Linked DNA regions of Sus scrofa: region 2 is linked to region 1. The links are chromatin contacts, called in public Hi-C maps. All regions are on one chromosome and are shown on one strand. The core of a region is the stretch at or near the end of the contact, and the rest is flanking DNA. Distances in the headings are between cores, read along the strand shown. Region 1 holds the start of RBL1 (retinoblastoma-like protein 1). Region 2 holds the start of RALGAPB (ral GTPase-activating protein subunit beta).

The links. A called contact is a pair of places that touch in the nucleus more often than the background predicts.
Region 2: a Hi-C map of heart right ventricle shows a contact between it and region 1, with 6 times the contacts expected there. The contact joins the promoter of RALGAPB here to the promoter of RBL1 in region 1. A contact is called at or near these places in 1 of 5 promoter capture datasets (liver) and 1 of 47 Hi-C or Micro-C datasets (heart right ventricle).

Annotation. Positions count from the first base shown.
Region 1 is chr17:40,275,425-40,281,131 of Sscrofa11.1, reverse strand. It overlaps RBL1 (retinoblastoma-like protein 1), which reads left to right and starts at 1,814. Exons shown (of 22, transcript XM_021077346.1): 1 at 1,814-2,236. The coding sequence starts at 2,081. LOC110257355 (a long non-coding RNA gene) reads right to left here and starts at 2,803. Exons shown (of 3, transcript XR_002339844.1): 1 at 2,701-2,803.
Region 2 is chr17:41,504,587-41,510,461 of Sscrofa11.1, reverse strand. It overlaps RALGAPB (ral GTPase-activating protein subunit beta), which reads right to left and starts at 2,706. Exons shown (of 30, transcript XM_021078139.1): 1 at 2,425-2,706.

The DNA of each region.
Region 1 (5,707 bases), core at 565-3,064:
TAGGCAACCTATCTTGACCTGTCTTCCATTTTCATCTCTGGTGACTCCTTCCCTTGTCTAAGCAACAATGGGCTCTTTGTAATTTTTCAGACACACCATGCTAAGTACTGAGCGCCAACTACAGGAGTCAGTCACTAATCTAAACTCTGAAATACAGTGAACATGAAAGTGATGCCGGAAAGATGTTACCAGAATCTGGGTTCTTGTTCACGCAGTCAAAGAATGAACTCCGGGAACACACAGGCAGCAAGCAAGCAGTCTTTATTACAGGAAAGCAAATAGCTCCCAGGCTGCTGGGAAGGGGCAGAAGAGCCACCCACTCTGTATTGTCCTATAAGAGTTTTTATCCCTTAAAGATGGCGGGGGGGGGGGGTACCAACATGGGGTCCAGAAAGATGGGGTTTTCTCCCATTGGCCTTGCCAAGTTTCCTATATCAGTCCTTGTCCAATAGGAGTTTTAGGGGTGGAACTATCCCATGTGTTTTATGATTTCTTTGTCCTCTTTCCTTGGACTAAGTTACCATTCCTCTCATTCCTTTTCTATCAGTTGAGGAGTGGGTTAGAGATTAAGGTCCCTATGGGGAGAGGCACATTTCCTATAGTAAACAAGGCCTGTGGGGAATTACTCTCTGGAGCCCTTAAACCACAAATGTTAATCAACAGCCATATCAAAGAATGCATCAAAGCCCATGCTCCTACACTGACTACATGAGTTAGTACTCTGCCTCAAAAGGAAGGCCCTACTCTCATGAAACTCACATTTTAGTAGGAAGAACCAGGGAATAAAGATAATTTCAGATAATGATAAGGTGCTATGAAGACAAATATGGTGGAGGAAAAGATGAGAGTCAGCTATTTGAAATAAAGTGCTCAGGGATGCCCTGACAGGGTGCCTTTTAGTTGAACTTGAATGAGGATGAGGCAGACAAGAAAAGACCTGGCATAGAGGGGCTGTTTGACCACCATGTGAGAAAGTCTTTGTGGAAAGAACTAATTTGGCAGCTTGGCATTTCCAAGGTTCCAAAACAAAGCAGTGAGGCTGGATCTTATTATATATCTGGAGAAGGGGACGCTCCCCTAGATGAGGTGGGGCCAGATTACATAGGGCCTTACTGGCCATGGAAAGAATTTTGGACATTACTTTAAGGGCAAAGGGTTTACTGAAGGATCCTAAATGATTGACTATGCTCTTATTTACCTTTTTAAAAGATCACTCTGGCTCTTCATGGGAAAGGGGTCTTGCTGGAGCAGAAGGGTCAGCTTTAAGACCAGTTCCATGCCTTCAGGTTTATGTTCTGGTCACTCCTAAGTCTGGAAGGACGATTTTTACTAGGTTCCAGGGACCCAGCTCCCAGGGAGCAGGGAGCTGAGAAAGTGCCCCCTTACTGCAGCTCTTTTAGCCCAGGTCAAGCCTCATTTGGAGTTCAAGAAGCGATGGATAGGGGTCCCCTAATACCCCTGCCTCACCAACCCTTCAGTCGCTCAAAAAACCATTCACTAGGTGCTAAAGACACTGAGGAGGGTCCGACAGGCCTTTCCTAGCCCTCTCTGTAGACGGACATTTTTCGATTTCCTCCAACTCCTAACTCAAGGGACAACTCTGGATTAGTCTGTGTTTGGCGCCCCGCGGCAGTGACAAACCCAGGCCCACGGGTTGGTGGGGCAGAGGAGACCTCTCTAAAATTAACAAGGCCACCCCGCAACACGGAGCCCAATCCCGCCGCCCGCTCCAAGGCAGGATATGGACTACCACTCCCAGCAGACTCTGCGCGCGGACTGCCGATCCCTCCGCACCCAATTTGTCCCGCCGGCTGTGTCTACCGCTACCTGCCAAGGGCCAAGTCCAGGTTTTTTAGACTCTAAATTCCTTCTTCTTAGCATGTTTCTGGAAGGGGCAGCGTGGAGCCCTGGAGGAAAGACGGACTTTTTTTCAGGAGAAACGCGGATGCAGACCATCAAAAAGACGTAGTGCTACAACCCGCGATTTTCGCGCGCTTTGGCGCGGGAGGTTGTGGGTAGCGCGCCCAGGAAGGAGAAAGGAGCCGGGGCTGTGACCACGCCGCCCGCCGGGCCTGAGGGGATGGACGAGGAAGATCCCTGCGCCGAGGGGGCGGCGGTGGTCGCCGCGGCCGGAGAAGCACTGCAGGCTCTGTGCCAGGAGCTGAACCTGGACGAGGGGAGCGCGGCCGAAGCCCTGGACGACTTCACCGCCATCCGGGGCACCTACAGTCTAGAGGTGAGCGGCGGCAGGTGAGGCGGACGACCGAGCTCGCCAGGCCCCACCCCTGCTCCGCCCCACCCCACCCAGTAGGGCGGTGGGAGTTTCCCCACCGGGAAGGGTCTCTGCCCATCCCGGCGCCGAAGAGTTCGAGACTGGAAGGGCGGGTGTAGATCAATCTCGCCACTTATTTTGAGGCGGGAAATCGAAGTCCGGAAAAGGAGCAGCTGGTTCAGGGTCACGCCACTCAGGGGCTCCCTAGACCCCAGACCTGCGCCGCAAACTCATGGGACTGCTCTTAAGTTTGTATAAAAAAAAAAAAAGTTCTGTAATGGTGAAAGGTTAAACGAATTGTGTGCTGAGATGCCACTGCGCAGCGCTTTGTCATTTTACTTAGTTCTCGCCACAACCCTTTGAACATGTTCCGTGATCCCCATTATACAGCTGAGGAAGCTGAGCCCTCAAGTGGTTAAGCTACTTACCCAGGGTCACACGGGTAGTGGTGGAGCCGGAACCACAACCTCTTCACCTTCCGCCTCAAGGTGTTGGTTGCTCGCCTTGCGGTAGACTATGCAGCAGTTTGATCACATTATTATCGAGTGTGCACACAGTGCTTATCTCTCCGCCCCAGGTTTCTCCTCTCAGATGGGGATAATTAGATTATCCCAATGCGAAGTACAGTGTCTGTCTCTGAACAAAATAAATGTAGGCTATCATTCGAATTTTCCCCCAATCACTCTTGCATTTAGTTCTCATGAGAGCTCTGTGAACATGGCAGGGCAATGAGTTTTAAACCTGCTTTTCAGGTAATAACATCAAGGCCCAGAGGACTGTCTTACCCAGAATCATTCTCACTAATTATGATAGGCACCCAGTCGAGTGGTAAGCCTACGTAGAGATAGAATTGTGATGGAACTGTTCACAATTACTCCAGAGGCCTTATGATCAAACGTTTCCTTGATTCGGGAGGGCTGGACTCACACAGAGTGCCATACTGACTCATTGCCCAGGGCAGTAATTAATTGCTGGGTTCAAAGGCATAGAGTTGGAAATTTGGAGTTAAGCATATGTGTGTCTATATATAAAGGAGAAGAAGAGAGACTCTTGTATGTCTCCAGGATAGGACTGGATAGATTGGATAAAGGACAGTGATCTGCATCTCTGGGTGGCACGACTGGAATAAGAAAATAGAAGATACGGGAGATTGGCCTCTTGATTGAAAACAAACTTTTTACAAGTCTGAGAAAGTCATTTTTTTTTTCCCCCACCATCCTATCTTTACTCCACTGATTTCCCCCAGCCCTGAATGATTGTCAGCAACTGGAAAACTCCTAATTGTACCTCAAAATTCCATCCGAGTGTACCCACTTCCTTGCCCTCAGAATGAGTTCTCATACCCCTGAGAAAGCTATTTCTGACATCTCAAGTCCTCATTTGGTCTCTCATTGAATAAGCATTACCGAATGCAGTCTCAGCAATGATCAAGGCATTAAACTAGGCACCTCTTTCAGATTCTTGAATATGCCAAGCTTGTTCCTACTTGTGTTCTTCCTCCATGCTGTTCCCTCTGCCTAGAAACTTTTCCTTCACTCCCCACTCCAGGGAAAATTGAAGAGCTAACTCTCAGGCAGAGTTGATCAGGGTATCTTAAATGTTTGACTTAGAAAGCACAGATGTGTAAATTAAGATTTTTGTATTTATTCTGTCTAGTTTTTTATTTTCTTTTTTGTTTTGTTTTTGGTGTGGAAGGCATTTCCATGTATCTCTTGCTTCCTTGGAACCTCTCTCTCCCTGGCCCCTATCCCCTCTAGTCTACCTGACATGCTCCTGCTTATATTTTCCCCCTACCCACCCCACTTCCTCAGTACATTTTGGTGGTTTACCACCACTCACCACTTGTCTCTTTCTGTGAACCTTTCCCTGACCCCCAGTCAAAACCAGTTACTCACTACACTGTATTCTGCCGTAATATTTTGTCTTCAATTCTAATAACGTATCTTACCAGTTGCAGATAATAGTATCTGTTCCTCTTGACCTGGAGTTCCATGACATCAGAAACCATCCTTGTATTTTTAAGGCTGTGCATCGAGGAACTAGATTAAATACCATAGGTGCTTTTTTTTTGGTAAAAAAAATCAAAGGAGTAATTTTGGTTCTTAAATTTTTAGTGTTTCCATCTAGTAGACTATATCCTAAAGCTCTGTAGTATTTGGATGTTGTACCCAAACAATTAGTTAATTAAGCCTTCTAAAAATCAAGCTTACCTGCCTCACTTAATGCCTTGATCAAAAGGACTTTTCACTATTTCAGGGTGGGAACACTGGGTCTTAGTGGCTACCCATGTTTTTTTTTTTAGGGCCGCACTCGCAGCATATGGAGGTTCCCAGGCTAGGGGTCTAATCGGAGCTGTAGCTGCTAGCCTATGCCAGAGCCCCAGCAACACGGGATCCGAGCCTCGTCTGCAACCTACACCACAGCTCACAGCAACACCGGATCCTTAACCCACTGAGCAAGGGCAGGGATCGAACCCGCAACCTCATGGTTCTTAGTCGGATTCGTTAACCACTGAGCCACGACGGGAACTCCAGGAAATCTTTTTAGTAGTCATTTTATTCTTTTAGCGTCTGGTCTCTTTTTTTTTGGCCGTAGCATGTAGCAGCTCGATGTGGGATCTTAGTTCCCAGACCAGGAGTTGAACCTGGGCCACAGCAGTGAAAGCAGTAACCATCAGGGAACTCCCTAGAGTCTGATCTTAAAGAATCTGCATAACAGTATTATGTTGTGCTATGAGATTTATGTCTAGTTCTTAATCCTTATTTCATGTAAAGCTTAACAATGAGGTCATAAAGTCTAGCTTGGATATCTCAACTCTAAAGCAGAGAATTAGGAGTTTTCTTGTGACCAGTGAATTGAGGATCCAGTGTTGTCACTGCAGCAGGCTTGGGTTGTTGCTGTGGCATGGTTCACTCCCTGGCCTAGGAATTTCCACATGCCTCGGGCACAACCAAAAAATAAATAAATAAAAATAAAGCAGAGAATTAGATGTTAAATTCCCAAATGTCATCTTTTTTTTGTAACATTGTAAATTGAAATATCTGCTAAGATAGCCATACTATTTCTTTTCTTTCTTTTTTTTGTCTTTTTAGGGCTGCACCCACAGCATATGGAAGTTCCCAGGCTAGGGATCGAATCGGAGCTGCAGCCACAGCAGCACCCCATCCAAGCTGAATCTTGGAACTACATCACAGCTTGCAGCAAAGCCAGATCCTTAACTCACTGAGTGAGGCCATGGATCTAACCCACATCCTCATGGTTACTAGTTGGGTTTGTTTCCCCTGAGCCACATGTTCTTTTATGTGTATTTAATTTCTTTATGTGTAATTCCCTTACGAACTTTCTGCTCTTCCTTTTTCTGCCAAACGGATTAAAATGGTAGAAAGGAACTTCAGCATCATCAAGGCCATGACTGGTGTTATAAAATCGAGAAAG
Region 2 (5,875 bases), core at 1,457-3,956, 1.2 Mb before region 1:
ATATCTGATCAGAGAAATAGGGCCAAGTTTCTTGAGTATCTGAATATAACATTAATTGCTCCATCAGTTTCCACCATTAGCATTAGCCTAAAATTTGGGAAAATGGTAAAAAAAAAACTGAACCAAGAAAATATTTCTACAACAATCTGTATTCTGTTAAGAATGTCATTATGTGAAATGTTTTTTTTTCAATCCATATACTTCATATTTAACTGCTATAAAAAAACTTTCCCAAAAAAAAACCCACAAAAAAAACCAAAAAAACTGGGATTGTCCAAATACTTTTTCATACTGACCACACACACTTCACTTACGCAATTTTCTAAATCTTACATGGTTTTAAGACCAGCCAAATACAAATACAATCAGAATTACTGGCCTGCCTTCCTTTATAATTTGCAAATATGGTGGGCAATAACAGTTCAGAAATTCTGTAATAATATATACCAAGTGTGTCAATTCCTTGGATATCAAGGTTTTAATCTTAAGTACTCAGGTCATCTCTCCTGGTGAATAGGATGAACTACTACCAAAAGCACTTCCATCAACTAGTATTTACCAACTAAGTAATAACGTTCAGTGGATGACAACTAGACATTATTTTGGACAGTACAGTGTTTAGGAGGGAACATATGCAAAGGCCTAAGGGCAATAAAAAGGTTTCCACTACAGAACTGACTGCATATGATTGTGATAAAACTAGGTATTAAAACTCAACCAGTGTTGACTGTGCATAGTTAGTCCTTCCTAGAGTCTCGCTGGTGCTAAGAACTCAATATGTTTATTCAACCGCTGAATGGATAAATTAATGAACGTAACTAGAGTATTTTCAAGCAAAAAGAACAAAACTTGATAGACTAAGAACACCAAACACCTTTTACAAAAAAAATGGAAATGGAGAAGAATCTGTTTGCAGCATGCAGTCGAGGATACAAAAGGCACTCAAACATTCCATTCAGTAAAACCACTGTGAAACTGTACGTCAAAGTACTGGGAGAAATACAAAGATGAGATGACATGGTTCGAGTTGCTCACAATCTAGCAGAAGAGAAAAACACAACACAGAAAAATGACTCGTAAATTCCATTATGATGATGCCAAAAAGCACACAGGAAAGCCCCAAGGTGGCTGGGGGTCAAGGGTGGGGGTCAGAGACAGAGGCATCTTGAATGTTGGGAATGCTGGGAGTTATGCAGCCAGAGACAGGAGGAAAAGGCTACGTGCATGTGTGTAAGAAAGAGCAGCATTGTGTGGGTCTGGGTGGAGCAGGGAGAAAGCATGGAGGATAGTCTAAGCAGAGGAACGGCGTATGCAAACAAGACCCAGAGTTTAGAAACACTATATTCATGAGGACTGTGTATTCAGGAAAATGGCAAACTGACAGTTTTGCATGAGATGCACGCACTTTAAAAGGTCCAGCTGACTCAGAAATCCTGTACAGAAAGTTACTTCCCAACCCCAACAAGCTTTCACAAGGTATAGTAGTCAGTGGGCCTAATGAAAAGATCTCTGCAGGTGGAACGTGCATTTTTAACAAGCTCACAGAGGATTCTCCTACACACTTAAACTGGGGAAACACTGAAATGTTTTACTGAGATGCAAAATGATCTACTGCAGCAGTTCCCAAACTTTGCTGCACGATGAATTCATGAGGGGATCTCTAAGAAACACTGCTGTCTCCCCACCAAGCCTGCTCCCAAACGTGCTGACTTAATTGGCCTGGCCATGCTACCTGGGCATCAGGAATCTTTAAAAGCTGCCCCAGGTGATTTTTCCGTGCAGCGAAGATGGAGAGCCACTGACCTAATTGCTAAGAACTTGAATCTGGAGTCAGACTGGCTGGGTCCAAATTTACCGGCTCTCTGACCTTGGGCAAGGAAGTCACCTAAGCATTCAGGGCCTCAGTTGCCTCGTCAGTAAGATGGGGATAATCATCCTCCTTTACCGAGTTGTTGTGAAGTTAGATGAGGTGAACGTAATGGCCTGGCACAACGCCCGGTGTGGAGTAAAGCGCTTAACGAGGGTTAGATGTGCCTTCTCATAATTAACTCTTTCTCCTCCTAATGTCACCGTGCAATGGGCAGCATCGTCCCGACAGGGCGGCAGCCACTCGACCAACCTTGCTGCTGGACCAGATTCTAAGCCGGAGTTGTCTAGCTCTGCTCCAGACCCGCCCCCTCCCCCAGGCTGCCAGAAGAGAGTTTTCCCGACCCAGGCAGCCCCTAGGTCTGCAGAGAGCCGACAGAAGCTGCCGACTCCAGGGCCAGGCGCACCCCCCACCCCCGCCAAAATGCAGAGATATACTTCCAAAGGCTGGGGCCTTAGAACCACCGGGGCCGAGAAACAAAGCTTAGCCATCCCTGGGCCGCCTGGAGGGGAGGAGAGGGGAGGGTCCGGCCGCGATGGGGAGGGCCGCCCGGTTACCTGAGGCGACGGGCGGGGCCCGCATCGCTGGGGCGGGCGCCGTCGCCGCCGCGGGCCGCACTCGGCCTTCCGCCTCACGCCACCCGCGCCATAGGCCCGGCGCTTTCGCTGTCCCGGTAGGCTGTCCGCAAGCGGTCACTCCGTCTACACGTCTGCGACTCTCCGAGGGCGCCAGGGACGACGAAGGCCGGTAGGGCCAGCCGGCAGTGCTCTGCTCAGGCAACTTCCGACTGCCAGCAGCTGCAGCGTTAAATAACTCCCGGAGTCGAATGGACCACTGCGCGTGCGCGCTGCGCCTGATCAGTGACTTCTGAAGGGCCGAAACGGCGGCGTCAAATAATTCCCGAGACTCGGAGCTGGAAGCTGCGCGTGCGCAGCTATCCCAGTTCACCGCGCGGGGCAGAATCCCTCCTCCCTTTCCGGATCTAGAGGAGCAGTGAAGTGACGGATGCTCTTACCTCATCGCAGTACAGGTCCTTAGGCATCAGTCGGGACTCCGCCTGTTTTAGGTGCGGACAGAGTAAGCGTCTTCTCTGAAAGATTCTGCCTCCCACTCAGGTTCTAGGAATTCATCACGTCCCACCATTACAGCACCCTTCCCTTTGAAATGTTGCCCTTTACCAGCTGCCCCCTTTATAGCATTACAAGCAATACTCAATTCCAGACCAGGTGTGGGTTACAAAGATGAATCAGACATCAGATTCAGAGACAGTCATTAAGGAGATGAGTCTGACATAGGCTACGAGATATTACTAATAGTAATAACAACAGCAAGAGATACCAGTTTGAGCACCTACGTTACACCGCACATTTTGTAAACAGAACTACTTGCAATCATTTGGTTCCAACTTCAACGAGGGAAACACCACCAGAGAGTTAAAGCTCAAATGCCTTGGACATGTAAAGAAGAAAACTTGGGCTGAGAAAGAAGAGGGAAAACCTGGCCTTGAGAACGTCCTTGATATTCAGAGAGGAAGGGATCATTCTGAGTAGTGCCTAAGTCACCGTGTCTGAAAAGAGCAGAATGGAAAAAGATGCTGACTCTTCCTCCTTACCCTCAGAAGAGACCATGGAGGAAGGCCTGACAAGGGAACTGGTATCTTTACAGGAAAAAAATAAATATATATATATATATATGTATATATATATATATATATATGTCTTTATAGGGTCGCACCCACAGCATGTGGAAGTTCCCAGGCTAGGGGTCTAATTGGAGCTGTTGCTGCTGGCCTAGGCCAGAGCCACAGCAACGTGGATCCAAGCTGGGTCTTTGACCTACGCCACAGCTCACAGCAACGTCGGATCCTCAACCCACTGAGCAAGGCCAGGGATTTAACCCGCAACCTCATGGTTCCTAGTCAGATTCACTTCCGCTGCGCCATGACAGAAACTCCAAGGAGAAGTATATTTCCTCAAGATTTTGTTGTCCCCCCCCCCCGCAGCCGCCCCACACACCCAGAAAAGTAGCTAGAGGGGAGAAGAAGAAAGAGAATGTTCCAAGACTAGAACAAGGCTATATCCGGGACACTTTGTGAATCAAAGCAATACACTTCCATTGTAAGAGGCAAACATTTTAAAAGGCTCTCAATATTTATTCCAACCGCTTATCCTTTGCCTTTCTAAACTACAGAGACTGAAAAGCAAAGCATGCAGTTCCCTTGAAGCTAGGAGAGGCAGTGAGACAAACTTCTGGTCAATAAGATGTAAGGCAGGAGTCCCAGTGGAGAGCTTGAATAAAAGAAGTCTTTAGAGAAGTTTGTGACCTTAACCCTTCTGCTATTTGATGCTTGGAACTGAGATGTAATGCCTGGAGGTGCAGTAGTCACCATGGGACCATGAGGAGGATTGTGCCAAGGAAGGTAAAACAGAAGGACAAAAGAAGCCTGGAGTTCCCATCATGGCTCAGTGGTTAACGAATCCAACTAGGAACCATGCGATTTCGGGTTCGATCCCTGGCCTCCCTCAGTGGGTTAAGGATCTGGCATTGCCATGAACTGTAGTGTAGGTCGCAGACAAGGCTCAGATCTGGCGTTGCTGTGGCTCTGGTGTAGGCCAGCAGCTACAGCTCCGATTGGAACCCTAGCCTGAGAACCTCCACATGCCTCAGGTGTGGCCCTAAAAAGACAAAAAAAAAAAAAAAAAAAAAGAATATGGCTTCCACATAAATTGTAAGATTTTAAGGACTAATGTACTGACCAAGAAAACAAGATTTAATATTAGATTAGGGGTGGTAGGGGGAAGATGTAAGTAAGTCATTCTTTAAAGCTGATATTATAATTCTGCACCTTTTTATTTGCCAATTTTTAAAAATTTTTGAGGGCTTCTCTTAAGCAAAACATCTTGGGAAATTTTAAGACTAAAATCAGAACACTTTGGGGAGTTCCCATTGTGGCACAGCAGAGGCACGTCCAACTAGGAACCCTGAGGTTGCAGGTTCGATCCCTGGCCTCACTCAGTGGGTTAAGGATCCAATGTCGCCATGAGCTGTGGTGTAGGTCACAGACATGGTTCGGATCCTGCATTGCTGTGGCTGTGGTGTAGGCTGACAGCTGTAGCTCCGATCAGACCCCTAGCCTGGGAATCTCCATAGGCCATGGGTGTGGCCCTGGAGACCAAAAATAAAATAAAATAAAATAAAATCAGAACATTTTGAAACATGTAGGGGAAGTGTGCATGCACAATTCTGAAGAGACATATACAGAATAAAATATTATGGATTCTCCAAGCGGCACAATTCAAATTTGTTCTATGTCATAAATTCTAATTATAAATGTAGAATAAATTGGGGAATTGTCTTCAGTGGAAACCATAAATCAAATTATCACTTTGTGTCATGTGTTTAATTACTGTGTATTAAAGGCACCGCACTCAAAAAAAAAAAAAAAAAAACAGTTGTATCACCCTTTTGTGGCAGACTTTTTTCCTAAGTTGACCATGCCAACATGTATAACCCATCCCCAGTTCTTCTTACAAGGTAACCAACATCTTCCCCCTGAGAGACAGGATCCGTGTTCCCTCCCCTTGAATCTAGTTGGGGTCTGCGACTGTTCCGGCCAGTAGGGTGGAAGGCATGTTATGGGACCTCGGGGGCCAGATCATAAAGGAGGATACAGCTTTTACCTGGCTTACCACCTTTTTGCAAAGCTCACCTTTCAAGCCCAGTCACCATGTTGGGAGGAAGCCCAGGCCCCAGGAAGAGAGCATGTGGAGATATTCCGGCTGACGACCTGAGATAACATCTTAGCTGACAACATCAGTGGCCAGATATGTGAATAAGGAAGCCTTCAGATGATTCCAGTTCCTAAGCTTCAAGCCAACCTCCCTGAAACAAGCAGGGCAGAGATAAGATAACCCCAGCCCAAAGAGCAGATTCCTGAGCAACATATTATCATTGTTTTAAGCTATTAAGTTTGGGGTGAATTATATGCAGTCATAGTAACTGGAACAC